2 separate regions of the Mus musculus genome follow, and region 2 is linked to region 1. The links are chromatin contacts, called in public HiChIP or PLAC-seq maps. All regions are on one chromosome and are shown on one strand. Each heading gives the region's core, a stretch centred on a gene start, on an enhancer-like site or on the middle of the called end of the contact. The rest is flanking DNA. Distances are from core to core; before and after follow the strand shown.

Region 1 (3,917 bases), core at 471-2,970:
TAAGATGTATTTATTTTTACTTTAGGTGCAGGAATCTTCTCTCTGTGTGGACATCTGCCCACTGTGTGTGCAGCATGAGCAGAGCCACGGAGCAGAGCCACAGAGCCACGGAGCAGAAGCCACAGAGCCACGGAGCAGAAGCCACAGAGCCACGGAGCAGAAGCCACAGAGCCACAGAGCAGAAGCCACAGAGCCACGGAGCAGAAGCCACAGACGGTTCTGAGCTGCCATGCGGGTACTGTGTGAGCTGCCATGACGGTGCTGGGGACCAAACCAGGGCCTCAGCAAGAGCAGCCAGCTCTCAACCACTGTGCCACCTCTCCAGTTCCTCCCTTTGCTTTTGTGGGGGAAATTATTGCTACACAGCCCAGGGTTGCCTTCAGTGCACCATCCTCCTGCCTCAGTCTGTGAGTGTTGAGTTACAAAGTTTGTCACCATACCTAGTTGAGCCTGGGGATTTATGTATGCTAAACTTGTACACTCCATTATTCAACTATACCTGAGTTACTCCATTTTAGCTTCTAGAAGATGTATTATATGAAGAGTGATGCTTCAGAGACCTAAATAATTTTTAAGAAAAAAGCTGTTTTGCAGAGTTCTGTGTCCTTTAGCCTATATATAGGGAGATTTCTGGCATGTCAGACTGTTGTTTGATTGCTCAGAGAAATAACAACAAAGAAATAACTGACAAGAATTGACATCCTATGATCTTTTAAAATCCCTTTAATCTCAGCACTCTGGAGGCAGAGGCAGGGGGATCTTTGAGTTCAAGCCTAGCTCTACAGAGTGAGTTCCAGGATTGCCAGGGCTATATAGAGAAACCCTTGTTTCAAGGAAAACAAACAAACACAAACAAAACCAAAAACAACCAGAAAAAGAAACAACACCCAAGGTTGTATTCTGGACTCCTTATGCATAATCACATAGTGTACAATCTACCCCCCCTACACACAGGTGGGGGCCCCCACAAATACATACACACTTATATATACAGAATCATATATGAAAAATGCATTATACATGTATCATTTTGCTCAAATTTTATCTCAAGGTATTTTACTTTATGGAGGTAAAGAAATGACCGCTTTAGCCCAATGACCAATATACAAGCAAGCTAATGCCTCTTCTAACAAACATACAGGGTTGTTTTTTTTAAGGCAACTGGTCAAATGGTAAGTAAATACCCACGAGCTTGCAAGTGCTCCTGTAGGGTTTCAAAGTGTCAATCATATCTACAGTCATCATTTAAAGAATTAATGTCCGCCAATGTTATCATCTAAAATGTATTTGCAGAGGTCAGAAGAGCAGAGTCTGTCCTTCCCCATGCCAGAAGCAGTGACATCAAAGGGCCATGTCACAAGCTGCAGTTTAGTTAGTGGACTTGAGGTGGTTTGGAGTTTTTATCCACTAAGTATGATCTCCTGACCCCTTGGCTTTACAACTTTCCACACTCTGGGCTGCAGAAGAACCCCTCCTTTTCTGAGTTAATCATTTCTTTGCCATTATCTGCCAAGAGTTCTTATCTCTTTTGCTGTCACTTTATAACAGGGTCCTCTTATCAACCGGCACAGGGTCATGTGACCAGTTGAAGCCTATTGAAAGCTTCCTTTCTTCTGATTAGAAACCATCATGAAACTGGAGACATGGTTTACAGCAGGTCATACATGCTGGAAAAAGTGCAGAGTCCAGGAGAACACGGACTGGAGCCTTTCTGAATTCTGTTTTTTCCCCCTTTTTCTTAACTTTCACTAAGGAAATGAGGGTTACTGTAGTCTGAGGTTTCCTTCCCAAAGTCACAAAATATGACAAGCTGCAATCTTTCTCACATTCAATGATTTCTGCTGTAAGCCAAAGGACTGCCAATAATTTCGCTAAGAATGTCTGCTAGTTTGGATACTGGAGATTTTCAAGAATTTCTTAAGCATGGACTTACAGCTATTGGTAAGTAGGAAGCCACTCTCTTAACATCTGGCTGTTTTGTGCTACTAATGGTGGATTTGTGTTTTAATGTACTACTTTGCCTGCAGTAATTATTAAAAGCATACAATAAGCCCACACATATATCACACATTTATTTTTCTTGAAGTTGAAAGAAGCAAATGAGTAATTCAACACATGAATATCATTTATTGTATCCGGTGTTTGGGGATGCCATTGTATTAGATCCACTTAGCAAAAAGCTTAGGGTTTTGAGACAGGGTTTCTGTGTAGCCCTGGCTGTCCTGGAACTTCACTCTGTAAACCAGGCTAGCCTCAGACTCAGAGATCCACTTGCCCCTGCCCCTGCCCCTGCCCCTGCCCCTGCCCCTGCCCCTGCCCCTGCCCCTGCCCCTGCCCCTGCCCCTGCCCCTGCCTCTGCCTCTGCCTCTGTCTACCATGCTGGGATTAAAGGTGTGTGCTGTTACTGCCCAGCAGAAAGTCCAGTTGTTAATCATCTATTTCAGCCTTAACAATTTTTGATCATTTTGAATCAACCATGCCAAGTAAAGTTTTGAACATTTTGAAACAAGCAAATAAGATTGATCAACCACTGATCAAATAAAACTAACAGGGAACTTACCAGCAATGTGACATCTCAACTGGACCATGAGATGTCTCATTCACCGTGATCCTATAGAGATTTTTGTTTGTTTGCTTGTTTGTTTGTTGGCAAATGAAAGTCATTCAAGAAAAACAAAGTCAGCCTATTATTAAAGGATTCTTGGGGGTGGGGGGACTTACTGTGACTTGCTTTTAAAGACAGAAAGAACCACATACCCTCCCCACAAGTGGAACCTAGAGTTTGGGCACTTTCTAGGCAAGCACTCAATCTCTGGGCTACACACCTGGCCACCGTGTGAAGCATCTTGGGGTTCCTTGTTGTTGTTTGGGGATGAGTGAGGATTGAGTTTGGTTTTGGTTTTCCTGAGAGACAAGGGGTCTCATTATATAACCTAGGCTGGCCAGGAACCTGCTCTGTCGTCTTTCTCCTTGTCTCTCTCCATAATACCAGAACTGTAGGTGTGAGCTACCATTCCTGACTCATTATTTTAAAGGATAAACATCCCCACACATACATTTATACCAATATAGAGCCATAAATGTGGGAGTTTTACCATAAATTTAGTAAATACAGTAACATTCGGTTCATCCTAAAAGTTAAAGACAAAGGGAAGCAATTTCCAGTAGGTTGTGACCCTGCTGGAGAGCGTGTCCCCTTTGCTTCCTCTGGATAGGAGCCAGGGTCGACCCTTCTCCAGGGATGCTTGCGCCATCAGTGATTGCCAGCCCAGTCTCAGTTAAAACGGGATAATCAGGGCCCCCGGCTTTGCCCCTTTCCCTGGGGGCAGCCTGCTGACTCCACCTAAGGCACTGATTGCTTTTTTTATGGTCCAGCTACGCCCTGAAGTATCAATTGAGGAAATGTTCACCAAAAAAAGAAAACGTTCTGTACTTAACTAAAAAGAAAACACGGGGAAGTGAGTGCAGAGAGAGGAGAGAGAGAGAGAGAGAGAGAGAGAGAGAGAGAGAGAGAGAGAGAGAGAGAGAGAGAGAGAGACTCTTCAAAGGGCAGGGAAACCAGGGCTTTGTGAGCTTTGCATCCACTGAACGCTGAGCGCTTCACTTCGTGTGGGAACGTAGCGGGGGGTGGGGGGGGTGGGGGGGGGTGGGGGGGAGATGCGGGCCAGACAGGCGAGTGCACCCGAGAAGCGTGCTCCGGGCTTGCACCAGCACAGGGCTACCAGGAATCTGGGACCACACACGTGGTGCCCTAGCTGGTCCCTAGCCCACCGGGGTGAATTAAAAGATGGCCAGACAGCAAGCTGAGCTGTTTTCACCCACTGTACTGCAGTAGTCTCTCAAAGGCTCTGCTGGAACTGAGGCGGGATGGAGCTAGAACTGACTGGCCTCCAAGGGCTGCTGGGCCCATACTTCCC
Region 2 (3,734 bases), core at 510-3,009, 360 kb after region 1:
CCATCATTTTCTCTGATTTTTCAGTGTCTTTTTCTTCACCCCACTTTCTCGTTAGTATGGGGTCTTGATTATTTGCCCAGGCTAACCCTCACAGCACTCTGTAGCCCACACAGGCCTTGAACTTGTGATATTCCTGCTTCCATCTTCTGAATATTTAAGGCTATCTATAGGCCTTTGAAAAATGTTATTTGTACTTTCCTCAATGTTTTAAACTAAAATACCAATGCTAGGAATAGTTTTGCTTTTTTGTTTATTATTTTTAGTACCGTTAGTAAAATTTGAACACTAGGGCTGGTGAGATGGCTCAGCGGTTAAGAGCAAACGACTGTTCTTCCAAAGGTCCTGAGTTCAAATCCCAGCAACCACATGGTGGCTCACAACCATCTGTAATGAAATCTGATGCCATCTTCTGGAGTATCTGAAGACAGCTACAGTGTACTTACATATAATAAATAAATAAATAAATAAATAAATAAATAAATATTTAAAAAGTTTTTTTGAACACTAACATCAAGAACTTCATCAACTGACACATCCTTCCATCCTGGTTCCTGCCCAGCACCCGTCTCCAGTCTTTTGGCTCTCATCACCAATAAATCTCCATCACCTTAAGGTACACATGTCCCACAAGAATGCCTGGTGACCTCAGTTTATTGAGATACAAAATAAATTACCAAATTGTAGCCTAGTGCTATCTCTTAAGCCCACCTGAAAAAATTGTAACACAGGGGGCTGGAGAGATGGCTCAGTGGTTAAGAGAACTGTCTGCCCTTCCAAAGGTCCTGGGTTCAATTCCCAGCAACCACATGGTGGCTCACAACCATCTGTAATGGAATCTGATGCCCTCTTCTGGTGTGTCTGAAGACAGCTACATACAGTGTACTCATATACATAAAACAAATAATTCTTTTTTAAAAAAATTGTAACCCAAATGTGCCCATGAAAATCTGAGTATTGGATTCTCTATACTAAAAAGAAAAGCACCATAATTAGTACTTTGTTTTCTCAAAAGCAAATGATCTATTAAACTAAATCTAAAGATACTTAAGGAATAACGTTGGTGGCAGAATATAAGGATATAATGAAAGGCGTCTGAGGATGGTTTAGCACCCAGTTGAAGATAAAGCACCCTGAATAACCACAGTGGGAACTGGTCAATGGCAGGAGCATCTTTGATTAAGACACAACAGGAGGGAGTCGGGCAGCAACGGAAATGGGAAGTCATACCTGCTGCTGTTGTAAATCTCTACTATGGGAAAGAAATTGTAACTAGGACACACTCACACTCTTACGCTGAAGTCGCCTCAGCGGACAGATTTTGTCAACCATAATTGTTGGTAGCGTGGGGTCTTTACAGCGAAGAGACTGGCTCCTCTTCAGCTCTGTTCAAGCAAGAGAGTGGAAAGGGACCAATCTCAGTGTCCACCGGAGAGGTAAACATCAAATACAAATACACAGGAGAAAAAAAGAAAACAGAAAACCAGGGAAAGGGTAAAGGCAAACGGTACTAGTTAGAACTAGCTAGTACTAGTTAGAACCCTGGTGGCAAGCATTCCCTCAACAAAGATCTGCACTTCTGTTGTCCGTTTGTAGTATAAGAGATTGAGGCATAAGCTAGACCCACTCATCACTAGTGAAGGAGGCGCATACCTTTATCTATCTCACTGGGAAGCCAAGTTTATTCCGAGCCCTCCTGATGTTAAAGGCCAAATCCTACTCTCCCGAAGCTCAGGCCTTCCCCCTGCTAGAAGAGCTCTCTACAACTGAGCCACACCCCAGTCCTTGCAGCTCCTTTTGTTACCACTCTCTAGGAATAAGCCCCTCACTCTCTTAGCAGGACCCTTCCTACACAGGCTTTCAGTGCTTTCCTCTCAAGATGGCTCAGCAGTTAGGAGCACTAGCTGCTCTTCTGGACGACCAGGACTGGTTCCCAGCACCCATGTGGTGCCTCACAGCTAGCTGGAACTCCAGTCCTAGGGACCTAATGCCCTGGTCTGCCCTCTGCATGCACCAGGCATGTGGTGTGCAGATATTAATGCACGAATGTGAGACACCATGCGGGTGCCAGGAATGGAACCCAGGTCATCTGGAAGAGCAAGCCAGTGCTTTGAACCATTGAGATATTCTCCAGCCCTCCTCTGTATTTCTTCTATTGAGAAATTCTCCTTAGCCTATTTTTTGATTGGGTTGTTTGTTTTCATATGTATATAATATATATATTATAATAAAATATATATTAGAATATATATATATAGTTTTAATGCTACCTTTTATTCTTTTGATTTATATGATTTTGTGATCCAGCCATATTAAGTAAAGTCTATGAAAGAACTAGGGATATAGGTCAATTGGTAGAGTATTCGCCTACAGTGTATGAAGGTCAGGGGTTGAGCCCCAAAACTCCAAGACCAAGACAGAAGGCTCAGAAGCTCAAGGCCATCCTTGGCTACTTAGCAAGTTCAAGGTCAACCTGATACCCTGTCCAAAAAACAAACTCTAAGAAAATAGAAGCTGGGCAGTGCTGGCTCATTCCTTTAATCCTAGCACTCAGGAGGAAGTGGCAGGAGGATCTCTGTGAGTTCAAGGCCAGCCTGTTCTACAACAAAACGAGTTCCAGGACAGCCAGAACTACACAGAGAAACCCTGTCTCAGGGACAAATAACAAAGCAAAACAAACAAAAAGAAAAGGAAAAAACCCAAACAAAACAAAACAAAACAAGAGTAATTCCATAGGCTCTGTCTTAGGGTTTACGGCTATAAACAGACACCATGACCAAGGCAAGTTTGTTTGTTTGGTTTTTTTTTTTAATTTATTTATTATTATACATACGTACACTGTAGCTGTCTTCAGACTCACTAGAAGAGGGCGTCAGATCTCATTAGGGATGGTTGTGAGCCACCATGTGGTTGCTGGTATTTGAACTCAGGACCTTTGGAAGAATAGTCAATCCTCTTACCCTCTGGGCCATCCCACCAGCCCCCAAGGCAAATTTTTATAAAGGACAACATTTAATTGGGGCTGGCTTACAGGCTCAGAGGTTCAGGCCATTATCAAGGTGGGAGCATGACAGCATCCAGGCAGGCCTGGTATAGGAGAAGCTGAGAGTTCTACATCTTGTTCCTAAGACAGGAAAAGACTGGCTTCCAGGCAGCTAGGATGAGGGCCCTCAGTGACACACTGACTCCAACAAGGCCACACCCACTCCAACGAGGCCACACCTCCTACTAGTGCCACTCCCTGGGCTAAGCATATTCAAACCATCACAGGGTCCACCCAGTGGAGGCCCCTTCCTTTCAACATGGTTACACTTCCTGAGGAAGATCTTGGATCTGCTGGACCATCGTATGTAATGCACACAAAGTCCTAGCTTTGATTCCCAGCACCATGGAATTGTGGCACACATTTGTAAATTTAGCACTTGGGATATGGAGATAAGGAAGATCAGAAGTCCAAAGTTATCACAGAGTAAGTTTGAAGTCAGCCTGAGATACATGACCCAATCTAAACAACATACCCATCAAAACAACAACAAAACAAGCAAACAAAAAGCCATAAGCCAGCCTTCCCTCTGGGCCACCTATGATACGTGCTCTTTTAAGCTCTCACCCCTCTTGTTTAATTAAATACTGATTTTGTATTTCGTTGTTTAATATCTGTCTCTACCAGAGCTAAGCTCCATTAGTGGATGCTGGCTGTATCCATGGTACCTGGTACAAAGAAGATATTCAATAAA

What was found. HiChIP or PLAC-seq counts read pairs in DNA pulled down with a chosen protein or histone mark.
Region 2: a contact with region 1 is called in an H3K27ac HiChIP or PLAC-seq map of embryonic stem cells, with 10 read pairs. The contact joins the enhancer-like site here to the promoter of Nr5a2 in region 1. A contact is called at or near these places in 2 of 39 promoter capture datasets (frontonasal cranial neural crest and hippocampal neurons), 10 of 115 datasets of contacts at active chromatin or transcription factors (craniofacial prominence, embryonic forebrain, embryonic hindbrain and 5 more) and 2 of 9 other capture datasets (liver and pancreatic islet).

What each region holds. Positions count from the first base shown.
Region 1 is chr1:136,958,251-136,962,167 of GRCm38.p6, reverse strand. It overlaps Nr5a2 (nuclear receptor subfamily 5, group A, member 2), which reads left to right and starts at 1,720. Exons shown (of 9, transcript NM_030676.3): 1 at 1,720-1,941. The coding sequence starts at 1,878.
Region 2 is chr1:136,596,481-136,600,214 of GRCm38.p6, reverse strand. No RefSeq gene overlaps it. Among named protein-coding and RNA genes, the nearest start is that of Zfp281, 27 kb to the left of the region's middle. Within about 2 kb of position 1,759, at least 8 of the 459 cell types and tissues checked have an H3K27ac peak or open chromatin away from gene starts, as enhancers often do. A contact at or near this core is called in embryonic stem cells, where this site is marked.